6 separate regions of the Mus musculus genome follow, and regions 2, 3, 4, 5 and 6 are each linked to region 1. Evidence: chromatin contacts called from public HiCAR-type, HiChIP or PLAC-seq and promoter capture Hi-C data. All regions are on one chromosome and are shown on one strand. The core of a region is the stretch at or near the end of the contact, and the rest is flanking DNA. Distances in the headings are between cores, read along the strand shown. Region 1 holds the start of Abhd13 (abhydrolase domain containing 13). Region 2 overlaps Col4a1 (collagen, type IV, alpha 1). Region 3 holds the start of Arglu1 (arginine and glutamate rich 1). Region 4 has its middle 22 kb from the start of Gm15418. Region 5 has its middle 80 kb from the start of Irs2. Region 6 has its middle 53 kb from the start of Irs2.

The links. Promoter capture Hi-C pulls out the DNA fragments that hold promoters and counts their contacts. HiCAR-type assays count read pairs that join an accessible place to other places. HiChIP or PLAC-seq counts read pairs in DNA pulled down with a chosen protein or histone mark.
Region 2: a promoter capture Hi-C map of the 3T3-L1 cell line shows a contact between it and region 1, with 3 times the contacts expected there. The contact joins the enhancer-like site here to the promoter of Abhd13 in region 1. A contact is called at or near these places in 4 of 39 promoter capture datasets (the 3T3-L1 cell line, 3T3-L1-derived adipocytes, the C10 cell line and 1 more), 1 of 115 datasets of contacts at active chromatin or transcription factors (astrocytes) and 1 of 9 other capture datasets (liver).
Region 3: a contact with region 1 is called in an H3K27ac HiChIP or PLAC-seq map of microglia, with 8 times the contacts expected there. The contact joins the promoter of Arglu1 here to the promoter of Abhd13 in region 1. A contact is called at or near these places in 5 of 39 promoter capture datasets (the C10 cell line, embryonic stem cells, erythroid cells and 2 more), 5 of 484 Hi-C or Micro-C datasets (CD4 T cells, CD8 T cells, embryonic stem cells and 2 more) and 3 of 115 datasets of contacts at active chromatin or transcription factors (large pre-B cells, microglia and pro-B cells).
Region 4: a HiCAR-type map of astrocytes shows a contact between it and region 1, with 5 times the contacts expected there. The contact joins the enhancer-like site here to the promoter of Abhd13 in region 1. A contact is called at or near these places in 7 of 39 promoter capture datasets (the 3T3-L1 cell line, cranial neural crest, hippocampal neurons and 4 more), 4 of 484 Hi-C or Micro-C datasets (the HL-1 cell line, adipose-derived mesenchymal stem cells, cerebellar granule neurons and 1 more) and 5 of 115 datasets of contacts at active chromatin or transcription factors (astrocytes, embryonic forebrain, embryonic stem cells and 2 more).
Region 5: a promoter capture Hi-C map of 3T3-L1-derived adipocytes shows a contact between it and region 1, with 4 times the contacts expected there. The contact joins the enhancer-like site here to the promoter of Abhd13 in region 1. A contact is called at or near these places in 9 of 39 promoter capture datasets (the 3T3-L1 cell line, 3T3-L1-derived adipocytes, the C10 cell line and 5 more) and 1 of 115 datasets of contacts at active chromatin or transcription factors (pro-B cells).
Region 6: a promoter capture Hi-C map of hippocampal neurons shows a contact between it and region 1, with 3 times the contacts expected there. The contact joins the enhancer-like site here to the promoter of Abhd13 in region 1. A contact is called at or near these places in 5 of 39 promoter capture datasets (the 3T3-L1 cell line, 3T3-L1-derived adipocytes, embryonic stem cells and 2 more), 1 of 115 datasets of contacts at active chromatin or transcription factors (large pre-B cells) and 2 of 9 other capture datasets (adipose tissue and macrophages).

What each region holds. Positions count from the first base shown.
Region 1 is chr8:9,976,300-9,979,244 of GRCm38.p6, forward strand. Abhd13 (abhydrolase domain containing 13) reads left to right here and starts at 1,418. Exons shown (of 2, transcript NM_001081119.1): 1 at 1,418-1,720. It overlaps Lig4 (ligase IV, DNA, ATP-dependent), which reads right to left and starts at 12. Exons shown (of 2, transcript NM_176953.4): 1 at 1-12.
Region 2 is chr8:11,262,469-11,265,413 of GRCm38.p6, forward strand. The region is part of intron 2 of Col4a1 (collagen, type IV, alpha 1); the gene reads right to left. The region is part of intron 1 of Gm32709 (a long non-coding RNA gene); the gene reads left to right. Among named protein-coding and RNA genes, the nearest start is that of Gm32709, 2.7 kb to the left of the region's middle. Within about 2 kb of position 1,548, at least 18 of the 459 cell types and tissues checked have an H3K27ac peak or open chromatin away from gene starts, as enhancers often do.
Region 3 is chr8:8,689,163-8,692,107 of GRCm38.p6, forward strand. Arglu1 (arginine and glutamate rich 1) reads right to left here and starts at 1,375. Exons shown (of 4, transcript NM_176849.3): 1 at 815-1,375. The coding sequence starts at 1,155. It overlaps Mir7654 (microRNA 7654), which reads right to left and starts at 1,000; the gene lies at 931-1,000.
Region 4 is chr8:11,164,314-11,167,258 of GRCm38.p6, forward strand. No RefSeq gene overlaps it. Among named protein-coding and RNA genes, the nearest start is that of Gm15418, 22 kb to the right of the region's middle. Within about 2 kb of position 1,473, at least 26 of the 459 cell types and tissues checked have an H3K27ac peak or open chromatin away from gene starts, as enhancers often do. A contact at or near this core is called in astrocytes, where this site is marked.
Region 5 is chr8:11,087,628-11,090,572 of GRCm38.p6, forward strand. No RefSeq gene overlaps it. Among named protein-coding and RNA genes, the nearest start is that of Irs2, 80 kb to the left of the region's middle. Within about 2 kb of position 1,499, at least 28 of the 459 cell types and tissues checked have an H3K27ac peak or open chromatin away from gene starts, as enhancers often do. A contact at or near this core is called in 3T3-L1-derived adipocytes and liver, where this site is marked.
Region 6 is chr8:11,060,350-11,063,294 of GRCm38.p6, forward strand. No RefSeq gene overlaps it. Among named protein-coding and RNA genes, the nearest start is that of Irs2, 53 kb to the left of the region's middle. Within about 2 kb of position 1,527, at least 27 of the 459 cell types and tissues checked have an H3K27ac peak or open chromatin away from gene starts, as enhancers often do. A contact at or near this core is called in adipose tissue and hippocampal neurons, where this site is marked.

The sequences.
Region 1 (2,945 bases), core at 168-2,667:
CACTTGCTTAGCAGAGGTTGCCCCGCCCCACTCCGACCGGAAGCTGCCGCCACAAGAAGCCGGCCGGGCGTTTCCGCCAGCTGCTTGCCGCGCAGGCGCAGTGGGAACAGGCGAGCCTGCCGGCTTTTAAAGGCACAGGCGAGGCAGGGGCGGGCCGGCGCGGCGGCTCAGAGCGCCTGCGCAGCGCGCCTCCACTGTCTCTGCCTGTAGCAAAGGATGTTCGGTCCCTCGCCGCTGGATGTCATCGTTGAGCCGAATTTGAGGAACTTGGAGCCTGGGTTGCTGCCCTGACAGGACTGGCTTCTGAAGACTTCCAGGACAGAAGAGAATCCTCCCACCTAAAAAGTCTAGGGCTCCAGAAAAAGACTTTTGCAAAATTAATTCAGGTTCTGTGTTCTTGGTAGCCTTTTCACTGTGCAGAAATAATACATAATAATAAAAATAATTATGTATTACATAGTAATAAATAATTCATGGCGCAGAAACATACTTACATGGACTAAAGGCTTTTCAATGGTGCTCGGTGATTTGGAATAAAGCTAGCTGATAGTGTTATTGAACACCTTACTGTCACTCAATAACTATACTAGATACTCAAAATAGAAGTATAAACGTACGCTCCACGTCTCAGAAACTCTTACTTTCCACTGGCATTGGTGGCTATGACCTGCCCTACTCCACCAATAAGAGTTCAGAAATTATAGGCAAAGTGTGGGGAACACTTTCTTTGAAGGTGAAACTTTGCAGTCCTGGTGAGACACTAGAGTGTCAATTGCTTTCAGGGGTTGTCTAATGTGTTTACGCTGCATTTCACAAGGCCGACAGTCCAGGGCTAGTTTAAAGTGGGGCCAGATCCTACGGCTCCGTGTGGCCAGTTATTTTCTCTGTAGTTTCCCTTAGTCTCACGATAGTTTCCCTGTGGTGTTGCAAAGCCACACGTTACTGTACAGGAGCATCAGCGGTGCTCGTACAGCTTGTACAACTCTTACACATCCGTGTCTTATTCAACTGCTCCTGCGCTCCGACGTCAGGCACAGGTCGGGCTCTGCTTTACTGATACGAAAGAACCACAAATTATGAGCCGAGAAAAGCTATTAGTTAATTCAAAGCTCTTGCTCTAATGTGCTTTTTAGCTGCATGGTTAATGGAGAACCAAATTTGTTTTATCCTCAGAGTGGGGGGAAAAAAAAGTAAAAAGGAAGGGCATAACTACCTGAAAGTTAGGCATGGTGGAAGAGAAAGTTTAGTGCAGATAAGTGAAAGAGCATAGCCAAGAGCAGGCACATTTGGGAGAGGAGGGGAGAAGAGGAGAGAAGAGAAACTCCTTGTTCTCCGAAATGTGTTCAGGCAGCAGTTGACTGGAAACGCCGAGATGTATCTTGCCCCTACGGGCTACCGTAGCATGAAGGCGGAGCCCAGTGTCCTGCGCATGCGCATAGGGGTGCACAGGTTGGCTTCGCGCTCCCGGGAGGAAGCTGGAGAACAGGTTATGTGGGGGCCGGCGGGGTTATTTGCCAGGGACACCGCGCGCGAGCCGGAAGTGGAGGCTGCGCCAGCTGGGCCCGCCGCGCCGCAGGAGCTCCGGGCTAGACAGTGGCGACGGCGGCCCCTCGGCGGGAGGAAGACGATGAGGAGCGGCGGGGGCGGCGCGGGGCCTCGCTGCAGCGCGGAGCCGGGTTCCGAGCCCGCGGCCGACTGCGCAGCCCGCCCGCGAGCCTGAGTAAGTGCGGCGGGGACGCGGGCGGCCTCCCCGACCTCCTCACCCCGCAGCTCGGATTCGGGAGCCCGTATCTACTCCCAGAACAGTCGGCCAGCAAACCCCGGGCTTGGGTCGGAGGGACTGGGCGCGTTTGTCTGTAACAGGTGCAGACCTGCTAACCTCGCAGCTGCGGGCGACGGGGCCATAAAATCCAGAGAGTTGTCGCACACTTGAAGTCACTGGGCCTCTTTTTTTTTTTAGCCATTGGTGTGAAGCGAGAATGCATCAGGGAGTGTGCTTGGCTGAGCTGGCAACCTAAAGTAAACCTTTAGTTGTGCACTTGTCTACCAGGCAGCAGGAACCAAGTGACACACTGGCTTTAAGTTTGAACGTTGGGTTTTGTTTTGTTTTTTGTCGATCTGCTCTGTCTTTTGGCATGAATTAGTCCTTATGTGTGTGTGTGCTTAGACATGTTCTTCTCTAAAGCACTGTTTTATCTCACTGAGAATTAATGATTGGCAGTGCAGAGTTATGTCACAGCTGTGCTACCAAAGACTTGACTCAGTTGAGCTGGGATTGAGTTGGACTTGCTCTGTACCTTCGGCCTTGCTACGCGTTGAAAGCGTCCGATGGAGTAACATAAGGTCACTGCCATCACGGAACTCCCAGCCTATATAAGCAGGCTCATCACCCCCTTAGTAAATAGTGCCACATGAGTCGGCCCAGGCTACAGGATGGAACTGGTGACACTGGGAACGAGGTCCGAGGAAAGCTTGCTGGAGGACCTGTAGTCTGAGCTGGGTCTCCACAGAAAAATAAAGCTTCACTCTAATAACTTGAGTCACTGCCGTGATTTAACTGGGATTCGCAGTGCTTACTGAGACTTGCTTTGCTGCGATAGATAAGAAAATGCTTGAATTTTGACTCAGAGGTGGCAGCATTTTATCACCACATCCTGGAAATAGGTATTAGAAAGACCGGGCAAGCAGAAGGCTAGCTGACTTGTACATGTACAGCCACAGGTAGCACTTGGCCTGCTGCCTTTCGCCGGAACGTTGGATGCTCTCCCAGACAGTTCAGAAACTCAGGCACTGGGCTGTCAAGTCTTTGTTTCTCTAGTTCGTTCATCCTCCCAAGATTCCAGTTTCTTATAATTGTTGATCTGCCTCAGGAAAACCCGAGGCCCCTAAAACACCCCACTTTAGATCTAGGGCAAGCCCCAGTTCTTGTAATTAGAATGTTTGGT
Region 2 (2,945 bases), core at 298-2,797, 1.3 Mb after region 1:
GGACGAGTGTGTGCTGGCCCATATCACCCACCAAACGGGAAGAGAACATCCCCAGGGTCTACAGACAAACATGCATGGCCCAGAGAGCTGGAGCCAGACACAACTGAGCCCTGGAGCCCTGCCTTCTCCGAAATGCAGTACCATTTCCTACAGAACACCCTGCAGTGAGACCTGACTAAGGACTGTTGGCAAGGAAGGGGGGTGGGGTAGCCTGGGCAGAACTTGGAAGGAAATGCACTACAGGAAGAGCAGTTAGCTTCAGAACACTGAGTGTTTGGGAAAGCTGGGACATCGGGTACAGGAGTTGGGTTCTTCTGGAAGACACAGGGTGATGATTTTGGAAATGAGCAACAGAATAAGAGGTGGGCTAGAAGTGGGTGGTTGATGCTTCCAGAAAGGCCTCCCCAAACACAGCTCACACCTCCTCCAGCAGAAAGGACAAAGCCCACCTCAGATCTGCTGTGACTGACATCTCTCAGTCCTGGGAGCTGCCAATTGGTCACTTGGTGTCCACCTCTGTCGGAATGGAGGAGTTCAGCAGGGAGTGGGGCTGGTCTGCAGTCTATGAACCTGTTGCAAGTTGAGCCAGCAAGCAAATGTCCCTCATATTTATCTCAACTCTGAAAAATACTGGCCCTGCTGACCTGTCAGGAGTGCCCCGCACTCTGGAGCGGTTAGCTTCCTAAGTGGAACTTGGGGTTCCACACTAGCTCAGAGTAATGATTCTCTGAGCAACTAGCATGAGTGGCTTGATGAAAGCCACTCCCTGTGAGATGGAAGAAGAGCAGCAAACAAAAGCACCTGCCTACTGCTGCCAAGTGTGAGGTGTGGGAAGCACGCACTGTCCCACACCCAAATCTTCTCTTTAAACACACTCGATTCTCCTAATCAAAACTCTTTGAAGTATCTCCTCAGAGAAAGTATTTAATAAACTTACTTATTCTTATGAATAACCTGCTGCTCGGTCAAATCCACTAACTGGCTCAAAGTCTCAAAGAAACTTCACAAGACTACATAAGCGGCTACAGAAAAGAATGCGTTTCCTGGGAAGAAATAGGCTATCTCCTAACGTTTAAATAATATACTTGGCGTAGCTTAATTTATGGAAAACAAATTTAAAATAGTCTACTACTCAAAAAATATAATCTTGTCCTGCCATCCTTAAGGATCTCAGTGTATCCAATCATACACAGACCCAGAGAATGACAAGGAAGAGAGAGCCACTAACCCATATGCTAAGCAGAACATATAGAAATGCTCATACACTCGGATTTCACAATAAAATCATGACTAAAGTGTTTCCTATTTTTAAAAAAATCAACAAAATGAATGCATCTGTAAATGGAAGATTACAAAGATACCAAAAAAGTACAATCCTTGCCTTGGGAGAGAATGTCACCTCAGACCTAATGATGACTAAGAAAGCAGTCTACGTTTGTGATACAGAGAGGGTAAAGTCCTGCATCTTAAAAGTGATGTTATGGCCTCAGGCATCTTTAGTGATCATCACAGCATAGCCCAAAAATGACTAGAATGTAAGCCGAGACGCTCTCAGAATCAGAGAATTTCCGGTTCTGAGACAGGAGGCATGGCCCTGCAGGGATGAGGGACAGGCAGTGTAAAGCAGTCCCTAGATTTGAAAGGCTGGAAAATTCCACCTCTCTTCTTAGAATCGGCTGTGATGAGCAAGCACTCCTTGATAGGGCTTTGCTCCTACTCATTATGTCTTTGACACGGGATATAACCCTATGCTCTGAGCAACCAGAAAAGGTGCAACCAAACACAAGGCAACTAATCACACTCCTATAGACAGACCAGCAAGGCCATCCGAGCTCTAGGGAGCCTGCAGAATGTATAGGGACAGCAATGGCACCTCTTCCACATGGGGTGAGAGAAGCTAGTGTCTTAGACTTGGGTCCTGACTACATATTTGATAAGGCCACATATTTGATAAGGCCACAACAAGCCAAGGAGGTACTGTGCCCAGTAAGCAATGAGGGCTCACTGACTTTTAACCAGAGCTATGCATTTTCTTGAAGGTCACCTGGGTGCCAGTGTTTCCTACGGGAATTCTCACTGAGAGGGAGGTGGGGCTCTGCATCTCTTGGTAACCCCTAACCTGATTCCCGTGATGGAAGGAACAGGCCTGAGGCTAGCCTGATGCTATTAATCTAGGTAGGGTTCTCACAACCTCTCTCAGGGGGGAGGGACTGCAACAAAGGGCTCACCTGTCCAGCTCCCTGTCACAGCATGAGTCCCTGCGGTCCATTTGCTAACAGGCTGACAGCCTCATTGACTCTCTGAAAACAAGATCTGGAAGGGCTGCCCACAATCCTAGGGGAACAGGCTGAGTTCTTTGGCAATCCTCCAGACATGGTTCTGACCACTATTGGTTTAGGGGGCAGCACTGATCTTGTAAATGTTCCACAACCTGACATTATGAATGAAACTAAGCAGGGCTCCTACTAGCAGCTGCTAAGAGTGGGTGAATCCAGTCGTTCTCCATTCTCTACTCCAAGACATATTTAGCTATATTAAGGATATCTCTATTCATCACAATAGAGCAATGTGCTTCCCAAACTGAGTGTGTAGAGACCAGGGAGGCTTCAAGACATTCCTCAATGCACACGAACCCCCGGGGGGTGGGGTGGGGGGAATCACACTCAAAACGGAGAGTCCAATTATAGAATGAATCCCCACTAGCTACTTTCTTCCATGGTAAAATAAGCGTCATAGTAACATGTTTTTAAAAGTGCTCATCACCATATGCGAGCTGATGTAGACACAGAAGTCCAAGCTCCCACCTTTTCTTTTTCACTGTGACACATCTAAGCCTAGCTCTAGTGTCTGTGAGCAACAGTTGTCTTTGTGAAGATATCTGTTAAGTCCAACAGGGGATCTGGGTAAGTGTTAAAGATCTATGGGGGCTCAACAGCTGGTCAGGC
Region 3 (2,945 bases), core at 125-2,624, 1.3 Mb before region 1:
TTCGCTGTGTTCAATCCCTTACCTCCCTCCTAGGGGCTTCTGGAAAACCTGCCTACCACAAAAATCTGCCTTCTATTTTTTTGCAGAAAATAGAAACCCCTACACAAGTCATATACACAAACTACCTAGTTCCTGCTTCATAACCACTTATTCAAGTCTTCAGTTAATTACTCCGGAAACGATGGCTGGCTTAACAGGGAACACATATGCTTAGTATTATTGCTCCACGTGGCTGGGGCGGGGGGGGGGAGGGGGGCTGGGCACATCTTTTTTAAAAAAGTACTTCACAACGTTCAAGTTTACTCTGGTTGGGTCATCAACACCTACTTTCACATCGAAAGCCGCCTCACTCAAAACCACGTGATCTTCCCCCAAATTTCAAGTCCAGTCCCCTGATGGGAACCGGTTTTGCCCTAAGTGAAAAATTCGGATAAGAGCGCTCTGAAACTAGAAGCATTTAGGCGGGCAAACAGCAGGGTCAACAGTAGGGTCAAGCATGCTCACTAGAGGGGCTGAGGCCAAGACAAAAAAGAGAGGGGCCGGAGAGGCACCCCGGGTGTCCGCTGCAACTTTGTGCATCTGTCTTTGAACGACCGTATGAAAGGAGGTTCAGAAAGGGCCCACACTCTCAAGCCGGGCGCGCCCCGGGACGGACCCCCGCACAGGTGCCCTGCGCTCCAACGCCTCGGGCCCGGGGATCCGCAGCCCCGCCAACCTCCCGCCTCGCGCCCTCAACTCGGACTTCCGGGCCGGCGCTCCCGCCCCACCCGGCCCCCGTGAGCGCGCCCCGCGCCTCCAGCCGCGCGCCCCTCACATTTTTCGCTGTCGCTCGAACTCCGCCTTCTTCTCCTCCTCCTCGCGCTTCTGCTTCTCGTCCAGGCTGCTGCGCTTGCTCACCGTGCGCCCGAAGATGTCGATGCGGTCGGGCGGGGACGAGGCGCGCTCCCGCTCGCGCCGGGATGCCGCCGCGTTGGTGGAGCGCGAGCGGGAGCGCGACTCCCGCCGCCGGTTCCGTTTGCTCTCCCGGGACTTGGAGCGCTTCCGCACCCGCTCCTTGTCCCGCGAGCGCGAGCGCGAGCGGCTGCGCTTCTTGTTGTGCTTGGAGCTCTTGGTGTGCTTAGAGCGGGACGAGCTCCGGCTCCGCGACCGGCCCATCCTCGCGCCGCGCGGCGCCCGCCGCCTGTCGCCCGCTGCCCGCCGCAGGCCGCCCCCTCGCCGCTGGGAAGCGCGGCCCCCCGCCCGCGGACCCTCCGCCTCGCCCCAAGCGCACCCGCCACGCACACGGCCGCCTCCGCCGCGAAGGCCTAGCAGGCCCGGCCCGGAGTCCCTAAGATGGCAGCTGTGGCAGCACCGGCCGCCCTTCCCACAATGCCCCGCGCCGAGCGTGCCGGCACGAGCCCCGCCCCCTGACGACGTCGCCTAGGAGGGCCGGCGAATGCGGCCGAGCGCGCTCGGCTCTTTCCGCCGCTGCGTGGCAACTAAAGAGAAGAATGCTGGCCAGCCTTCAGGTCTTTAACTTTCACCTCAACAAGACCCACGAAAACCTTAGGAGTTGGAGAATATTTATGATGAGCCTTGGCTGAAAGACAGGATAAGGCCCGAGTAATTGGGAAAGTCCTGTTGTTTCCTTAGCCAGCATTGAGAATGTATCAATTGTGAGTTGGATGTGGTGGTACATGCCCAGAATTTTAGCCCCTAGAAGATGGATCAGAAGGACCAGTTGTCCAAGGTCAGCCTTGGCTATTTAGTAAGTTGGAGGCCAGCTGGGGTTGCACACATACATACATACATACATGCATGCATACATACCAACCAGAACAATTAATAAATTGTTAATAATTTATTGTAAACAAACAATAAATTAGAACAATGCCCAGAGGAGTCCCAAGTTTTCTTAAGAATGTATATGTTAGAGCCAGTTAAATGCTCTTAATAAAGTTTTATTTAAAAGGTTACAGTTTTGTGGATTTTGCCAGCCTGGACTACATAATGAGCTCAAGGCCTAGTCCCAGAGAGCAATAGCTCTCTTTAAAGACATCGAAAAGAAAAATGGGTAGTGGCCTATCTCAATGAGTCTTTTAGTTTTTGAGCTGCTATAGCAAAATACCAATGACTCATTATTTTATACCCAAGAGAAAGTTGTTTCCTACAGTTCTGGAGGCTGAGAACTCTATTAAGTAGTGGATCTGTTTGTGCTAAGGATTCTGTCTGAGCTTCCAGCAGGAGACCTTAGGAGGGGAAAAGAATGCATAAGATAAGGGTTCCCTTGTAAACATCTTAAGAACACTAGGCCAAAAAAACCCCAACCAAACAAAACACACACACACAAAACACACTAGTTGCATTTTTTTTTAAACCAAAGCCCCAGGGCTTACTCTCTTTCCCAAAGGGCCCACCTTTTAATGCTGAAACATTGCATATTAGGTCCAATTCATGAAGTTTAGAGGAAGGGTTCTTCTGGAGGTTCAAAGGCAGTAAGGATTCCACTCTACCTCTCTGTATGTGTGTGTATGTGTAGGTTTTTTTGAGACAGTTTCTCTCTGCAGCCCTGGACAGCTCTGTGGTCTATCATGGAACTAGCTTTGTAGTCCAGTTTGATCTGGAATTCAGAGATCTGCCTGCCTCTGCCTCCCAAATGCTGGGATTAAAGGCGTACACCATCACCATCGTAGCCTCATTCTTTCTTTTTATGTGTGTGTGTGGTGCTGGGGATGTAACCCAAGGTCTTTTTTTTTTTTTTTTTTTTTTTCTGAGACAGGGTTTCTCTGTGTAGCTGTCCTGGAACTCACTTTGTAGATCAGGCTGGCTTCGAACTCAGAAATCCGCCTGCCTCTGCCTTCCAAGTGCTGGGATTAAAGGCATGTGCCACCACTGCCCGGCATAAACCAAGGTCTTGAGCAAGTGCCCTGGCCCGTACCACCTTCTTATGAGAGTTGAGTGTAGTT
Region 4 (2,945 bases), core at 223-2,722, 1.2 Mb after region 1:
GAGTTCAGAAAACGGACATCAGCTATATGAAGATGGAAGCCATAAAAAAGGAAAGCAGGCTGGTCAGATGGCTTAGGGGTTAAAAGGGCTTACGGCTCCTCTAGAAGACCTGAGCTCAGCTCCCAGAACAACTGAGGAGTCTTCTGGACAGTGTTCTATAATCTACCCTGCCTGTTATGGCCGCTGGTCCATGTCTTAGTTCTATTGCTTGGTTCTATTGCTGTGAAGAGACACAATGACCAAAGCAACTCTTCTTATATAGGCAAACATGTCATTAGGGCCGGCTTACAGTGTCAGAGGTTTAGTCCATTATCATCACAGTAAGAAGCATAGCAACGTGCAAGCAAACATGGTGCTGGAGTAGGAGCTGAGAGTTCTACATCTGATCCAAAGGCAGCAGAAGGAAACTCTCCTCTGCACTGGGCAGAGCCTGAGCGTAGAAGGGGACCTGAAAGCCCGCCCCTACAGTGACACACTTCCTCTCACAAGGCCACAGCTCTTAATAGTTCCACTCCTCATGGGCCAAGCATTCAAACACATAAGTCTATGGGGGGGGGGGGAACCTGTTCAAACAGTCCACATTAGGCATATCTTCACACCAAGGTACCAGCTGATGTGCAGCAGTACCAGGGTCCTTGCCCATAGCAGAGTGGGTTGGAACAAAGCATCTCTGAGGGATTTCAATGATGTCATCCTGTGACCCTGCTTCCATGTTGTACCTTAGCCACATGACTCTGAGGGTGAGACCACCGAAGCCGGTGGAAATCCACCCAGCTTGTGTTGGCTGAATGTCAGGGACAGAGACAAACACACAGTTGAACTCTGTCTCCCCAAACCCAGGACCTCAGAAAGTTACTGCATTTGACGGCAGAGGCTCTGGAGAGTTGAGTAAGTCGAAATGAGGTCTTCGGGGGGACCAGCTGTGGCTGATGTCCTTATAAAGCATGCACATGGGACGTCACACACAGAGTGATGAATGTGAAGACATACGGAGCTGATGGCATCTGCTAACCAAAGAGAGACTTCCTGGAAAACTGACCCTAAGACATGTTGACCTTGGGTCTCCAGCTCCATGGCTTGAGACATCTTTTCCACAAGCACTCAGACTGGTCTGCTTTGTCCAAGCGCCCTAGGAAACTGGTGTGGGCATTTGGAGGGGGCAGCTAAGATAGGACCTAAGGCTGCTACTACCAGCTCCCCTAGTTAGCCAGAGGTTGTTGGGGTTTTTTTGTTTTGTTTTGTTTTGTTTTTCTCACAGAACTGATGCTTTCAACCCTCAGCGTCCCCACCACTGGCTCCCAGCTCTGCAGCCATTCAGCTGAGCCCCAGCCAAGTCGGCCAGGTCTGCAGGAATCAAAACACTAAGCACAGCCCCACACAATAGTGACATTTACTTCCCTCATACTCAGTCTCAGAGTCTCCCACCACTAGAGGAACGTATTAGTCAGAGTCCTTTGAAAGCTGATGCCATGTGGGCCTGGAACTCTCAGAACAAGGCATGATTGTGCTCCCAGAGACAGCAGTCCCCCGGTGCCTGCAAGCCCACACCTACCTGCCTGCAGTCAGGAACAGACCTCAGGGCTATTGCAAGGAAGTGTGGCTGACTCTCTCAGTCTTGGTTAATCAGCACACAATGCCACACAGCTCTCCCTCCAGATCCTGCTATTTCCTGCAGCCATGGCTGAGGGTTGAAGCTTTGAGATGCTCAGGACATGGTTTTGTGCTAGGGAAAACACACGACCTCTTTCTCCAAAATCCACTCTACCAAGGTCAAAAGGAAAAGACGCTTGTAACATGCTGAAGAGCAAGCACCAGGGTTCTCTCTGCCCACAAATCCTCCAAGAGGACTCCTATCCACACAGCCCAACAGTCAACAGCTCCTGCCTCATTTTCCAGTTGCTGCTAAAGAGCATGTGCTGGGCTATCCCGTACCACAGGTCTATGTACGGATTCTGGGGTCAGATGTCAGAAACCATCCCTGGGTGCTGACAGTCCTTTTTCTGGGTGTCTCCCATGGACACACAGCAAACAGTTCAAGAGTCAGCACATGTCCACAGATCAAGTCTAGAGAAGCCATTGTAGATGGCTCACGTGCAAATGAGAACACCACCATGATGCTGGTTCTCAGGGCCCTGAGACAAAGACCTTACTTACCAGAAGGGAAGGCAGATGGTAAAAAGCAGAAAGACCCCATGTTTACATCAATATGGGCAGAGATCAACAAGAAGTGAAAGAAGTAACCATTTAAGGAGGAGATCCCGTAGCAATGTAACCATTTAAGGAGGAGATTCGGTAACAATGTAGCAAGCAGACCATGTAGCAAAATGATGGGACTTCATCAAAGGAAGACTCAAAGAGCAGATGCAGAAACAGCAGAAAAGGGGTTATCTTTGAAGTGTCTGCCACTCAAGCATGAGGCCCTGAGTTCAGAACCCACGTAAAAAAAAAGAAAAGCCAGCAATGGTGGCTCCTGTCTGTAATTCCATCACCAAGGAGGTAAATGCGGAAGGACCCACGAGTCTTACTGATCAGTCAGTGTTGTCCATCCCTGACCTCCAGATTCCATGAGGATACTCTGTCCGAAAAAGTAAGATGGAGAATGAGACAGCCGACCTAGGCTCTCTACAGGGATACAGGTAAACATCTCTGTCTCTGTCCCTGTCGCTGTCACTGTCTATCCACCCCCTCTTCCCTCTTACACACACACACACACACACACACACACACACACACCTCACAAATGGCCTTAGGGCTAGCATGTAGTCAGTAAGCACATCTCCAAGACTGACAACTTGAGATCTGTCTCAGAACTAACTCCTTCAACATGTTCTCTGGCCTTAACACACACACACACACACACACACACACACACACACACACCAAATACATAAAACTTTTAAACGTATGTGTTTAACAGAGATGAAATAACTGAGCTAACAGGATGG
Region 5 (2,945 bases), core at 249-2,748, 1.1 Mb after region 1:
CCAAGAGACTGAAAGAGAGGGAAGGGAAAGGGGGGAGGGTGAGAAGGATGGAAGGAGGGAGAGAGGAGGGAGAGAAAGGGGGGAGAGAACAGCTTAGAGAGACTCTCAGATAAGTCAGGAAGGAGCAGAATGCTCCTTCTAAATGCCCCCTCCCTCTATGTGTGTTCAGCCTGGTTATTAAATCACTGGGACCTACATAGAGCGTTTAAGACTCTAAGTCAGAAGTTCCAAATCTAGTACCCCAGGGAGCATGGCAAACACCGTCTCAGGACACTGTTGCTGTCCCCACTCAGACACCTCATTTACCTGTTTGAGACCTACAGACTCTGTTCTCAGCTCACGACCAACTCTACCCAAATATAAAGTGGTCCCAAGAAGAGTCAGATGTCAATCTTCTGCACAATTTTCTTGGCATTTCCATTCATCGGTATCTATAGATATCAATATTTATTGATCAAACAAAAATAAGACTTTCTTGTGGAGGGGCTGGAGAGATGGTTTCACTGTTAAGAGCACTTGGTGCTCTTACAAGAGACTAGAGTTTTGTTCCTAGCTCCTACTGAGAGGCTCGCCGCTACCTAACTCCAGCTCCAGGGCATCTGCCACATTCTCTTGCCTCTACAGGTTCCTGTACATACACACGTGCACATATCCACACAGAAACATGTATGCAACAAAAGTACATCTTTTTATGTATAATTTTTCTGATAATAAAGGCTCCAGTTCTTCCAGACAGGGCTCATATATGCTAGAGAGGCCACTGTAATGAGCAGTGCTTAGTTTTAGAGACATAATCTTCTAAAACTGTGGTCCTCAAACTTCATAGTGCTGTGACCCTTTAATACAGCTCCTTCTGCTGTAGTGACCCTTAACCATAAAGTCATTCTTGTTGCTAATTCATAACTGTAATTTTGTTACTGTTATTGATTATAATGTAAATATCTGACATGCAACATATCTGATAGGCAGGTTATCTGATTTGCAGGATATCTTATATGCAGGTTATATGATGTGCAAAGCCCTGTGAAAGGATCATTTGTCTCTGAAGGGGTCGCAACCCACAGATTGAGAACCGCTGTTCTAAAAAGGTAGACCATGGGGCTCTTCCTCCTTAAAAATTGAAATGATTGCAAAATATTAAGGAGAGACAAGATCTCAATGATAGGACCAACTTGGTTGCTATTAAAATTGCTTGTTTCTCCTCCCTTTGTCCGTGTGGCCTTTTGTGTCCTTGTCTGGAGGGGCCACAGACATAAAATGCTTAGCCACTTAGTACAGGCAGCATAGTGAGACCAGCATAGGAACTATGCATTATATAGAACTGCTTGTTTTCTACGCCCGCACAGGGCTATTTGATTAGATTACTGGAACACTTGATTTCCTCTGTAGAGTTCATGGTCTTTCTTGGTTTTCCCTAATTTTCATTTCTTAGACCAACTTTGAGGGAAACAGGTTTATGCAAAAACACTGGGCAAATAAATTGAAATCACATTGTGCAATATCTGCTGTCTATTTCATAACCCTAGATCCAGCCAGTGAGAATAATCAGCGATCTTTAGTGGGGGGAGGGTAGGGGGATACTTTTTAATGTTTCTGTTCAGTGGGAAATTCCAAGCCTTTTTTGTGTCCCATCTATAATAGGTAAACTTTTTACAACCACAGGTGCTAGCACAACCAAAGACTAAATCTCTACTCCTGGGGAAGAATGCTTGGGAGAGGAATCGGACAGGACCTGCTGCCAGGAACCGCCTCCTCAGCTCCTGGCTTCTTGGAGCCTGCTTATGGTTGGGACATCCAAGGACCTGGCTCAGCTGTGCCCAGCGGCTCCACCAAGCCTGCCAGAAAGGAAGCCTCCCACTGCTGTGACCAGTAGGAGCTAAGCAAGCCTCGTCTCGACTGGCAGGCACCTCACACATAATCCCCCAGCCTCAGCTCCTTGGCAGTCACGCCCATAGCTGACTCCAGGGTGTCGGCTGGCTGGGCTTACCAGCCACTCCTTCCATTCTCGGTGCCTGTGCCTTCTGCAGAGCACGGGCTCAGGGGCTCAGCATCACCCACAAGGCTCCTCAGAAGGGATGTCCCCAACTGTGTCAGTGCTGAGGATACCATTGATTTTATCTTTATATGATTATAGATCTTTTTCTACACAGGCATTCTGCTACCACTTGAGGTCCTTTCAGGATATTTATGATCTGTAGCTGTCGGAAGCCCACGTCTCTAAGGACCTACAGACCATCCGTGCCCATAGCTTATCTAAGCCCAAGGCAAGCATATATTGGTGTAACATTTGCTATGATGGCCAGTTGTCCATGAAAGGATTCTAAGTTAACCTGATCATTCAGAGGCACTGGTCCAGGTGGCTTTACAACACTGAGGTAAGATCTTCAGTCTTCCGGGAAGAACAGAGTCCGCTTTCCTAGTGTGAGGCCCTCATATTAGTGAAGATTAACATGGTTAGGGCTCACCCCTCAGGGAATGACGACAGCATGGAGGTAAATGGAGTCATCTTGGCTCCTTCCTGCTTCTGCATGCACAAGAAGCCAGGGAAGGTTGTGCATAGGATTCTCCCTACATCGAGATGCCCCCAGTTTCCACTCAGCATCCAGATGACTGAAAATGCTAGGTCTGGTTTGGGTAGTTACTCTGTTGCTAAGCTGGGGTGTTCATGTTGCTCCCTACAGATCTCTCATGGGGTATTTGTCTGTTATGTGACTCAAGTCTATGGTCCCTCGGTCATCCTAAACTTGTAACTCGGGCAAAAACAATCAAGCAAGTTAGCCTTTCACCTCAGAAGACAGCAAGCAATGGAATGACAAGCCATATTTCCAAAGGCTCCACCATCCTTCCCTGGAACAGAGGAATGCAGAAGGCTTGTCATTTGTTGAAGAGATTACAAGGTGGCTCCTGCTGAGGGTCTCATCCTGAGGTTTTTCAGGAGCCTTGAC
Region 6 (2,945 bases), core at 277-2,776, 1.1 Mb after region 1:
AGAAGGTTTGGCATCCTACAGGAGGCTCCAGCATCCAGGGAAGAGAAGAAACAAGGCACTCCACAGAAATGACGGTCTGGGAAACCCATTCACTGACAGTGACCCTTCCTCTCTTCTTCTCTCATCCATCAGAACCTCTGAGATTCTGTTGGGTAAGATGTTGTGGTCGCCATACAGCTCCTGTAAAGATAAGCAGGTGGGGTCCTCTGACTGTTTACCAGTCTGCTGCTGGAACAGCCTGGCTAACCTTCCCAGAGCAAGCATGAGTGCTGGAAAATGGGCAGGTGGCAGAAGCTGACGGGCTATGGGCTGCATCAATGCAATGAGTCCTAAACTTCTGTGCAGTACAGCACTCCTCCTGAGCATGCTTTCCATCTCTGGGTCAGGTGATGTGCCAAGGACCAGAGGACTCTTTTCTCCTTTATCCAACCATACTCTCTGAAAGAACAGCTGAAAGCCCTCTCCCTGATCTTTGCAGCTGCTCCATCCTGTACAGTGAGCCCAGCACGCCTGCCTCATTAGCTTCCAAACTGGGCTCGCAAAGGACCCCTTGAGTTCCTGACAGCTCATCTATCACATTTTCTTGTGTCTGCCCCTGTTCACAGTACACAGCTTTTTTTCTCCTGGAAAAGATTTGTGTTGTGAACAGTGCACACAACCCATCACCCCTCAGACAGTGCTGGGACATCTCAGGTGAGAGTTGAGTGACCAGGTCTACTCTTTTAATTTTTGTTGTTATTTCTGCTGCTGCTGCTGCTGTTGTTGTTGCTGTTGTTGTTGTTTTTTTTAGTGTTGCTGTTGTTAGTGTTGTTGTTACTGTTATTAGTGTTGCTGTTGCTGTTGTTAGTGTTGCTTTTGTTTGTGTTGTTGCTGTTGTTAGTGTTGTTGCTGTTGTTGTTGTTGCTATTGGCTGCTGTTGTTGTTACTGTTGTTTTTGTTGTTGCTGTTGTTAGTGTTGTTGTTGCTATTGTTAGTGTTATTGTTGCTGTTGTTAGTGTTGCTGTTGATGTTCCTGCTGCTGTTGGCTGCTGTTGTTACTGTTATTCTTGTTGCTGTTGCTGCTGCTGCTGTTGTTGCTGTTGTTAGTATTGTTGCTGCTTCTATTGCTGTTTGTACTTTTCCTTCAACCACAGACACATGTTGGAAGAGTGACTGGGTAGGCATGCTGTGTTCTACCCTGGGGGAAGCCAGCACGACCCTAAGATGGTGCAGCCTGAGACTGTGTGTGACCCTCCTCCGTATACATGGAGCATAAGCAGAATCTTCTGTGATCACTGCTGTGGCTTCTGCTTCTCATGCCTCTTTACCCGTTAAAACTTTGACCTACTGGGGGCAGCAAGGACACAGAGAGAAATCCCACAGTAAACACAGACCTGTGATGTACCTACTCATTAGTCCACAGAAAGAGCAAAGAAGCCCTGACTCCACCTTCATCCTCCTCGCCCAAAGGCACAGGCTATGAGGGCTAAATAGGAGAGGATCAGAGGGATGGTGACAGAGACAGGGAGCCAGGAGCTCAGTGTTCCCTTGCCAAACTGCTCTTCTTGGATAGGAATGCACTCCAACTGGGGCCTTCCCAGCACTGTCTAGACTGACAGTTTCCAATATTACATAACTCACAGTGGTGGAATATTTTTCTGTGAAATGCAGAGTTAGTCTCTTCAAAGGTCTCTGATAAAATAATGTTTTGAGGTGGCATGAAAACACTCAAAAATTTCAAAAACTTGGAGGGCTGGCCACACCCATACTTTCTGATACTGACTCATAGATAAAAAGAAATCTCTGGATTTACAGGCCTAGGTTCCAGTTAGGGTTTGAGAAGTGTGAGAAAATAAGGAGAGAGAGAGAGAGAGAGAGAGAGAGAGAGAGAGAGAGAGAGAGAGAGGTGGAAGGGGGAGGGGGGAGGGAGGGAGGGAGGAAGGAAGGAAGAAGGAAGGAAGGAAGGAAGGAAGGAAGGAAGGAAGGAAGGGAGAGAGAGAGAGAGAGAGAGAGAGAGAGAGAGAGAGAGAGAGAGAGAGAGAAAGAAAGAGAGAGAGAGAGAGAAAGAAAGAGCAGCTCATCTCTTTGCTGGCAAGATGAAGGATGAAGGTGTCTGTCCAGGGACAGGGACAGCCCCACAGCTTGCTAATGGCCTAATGATGACACGGGACAACAGTTGCCCTGGTTGGAGCACACTGAGCTGACTGCTGTGTGAAACATTTCACAATCGTGTTTTGTAATGAATGTGATAGACAGTAGTGCCTTTGGCTCAAAGGAGAATGTGAGACAGAGAAGAAAGCAAAGTAGCAGAGAAGGCAGGAAGGCAGGGCATGGTGGGGCTAAGGAAGGCCCAGCCCAGCCCTCTCAGCAGGGCCTCATTTAGAACTTCCAGTAGGATTTGCCACTGATAAACCAGTATCTAAGTCAGTCATGATCCTCCTGTCAAGGCTGTTCCCCTGTAGGCTGTAGGCTGAGCCCTGTCACTTTTGGGCATCTATCCAGCAGGAGCTCTTCCCCAAGATGCTGCACTAGCAGTGGGAAAGGTGTTCACCTGGAGATTGCTAGTCTCCTGTCCACCAAACGTATCTAAAATCTGGTGTTGAGTACAGAGGTCTTTCTAGTTGAAGGGCTCCCCTGAGGTGGCCACTGCCATTTTAAACACTGACCTCTTTGTGGAAGGAATTCTCCATGAGATTTGAGGCTGCCGGCTGACGTGTTCATCAGGGACTCTGTTTGGTCTACTGATTTATGACTCACGATAATGTTTCTCTGAGTCCTGACAGACTAACCCCTGACCTTGGTAAAGACCCTTTCTGCTGCTCCGTGAGGCTGAGCCACCTGTGACCATGAGCAGAGCCTCTGCCACCTGTCCCTGTGTCACGAGCATGTGTGAAGGGTGCACGGAGACTTGGGAGCAAAGTGCGACCCTGGCAAGTGTCCCCTATCAGTCCAACCCTCTTGGGGCC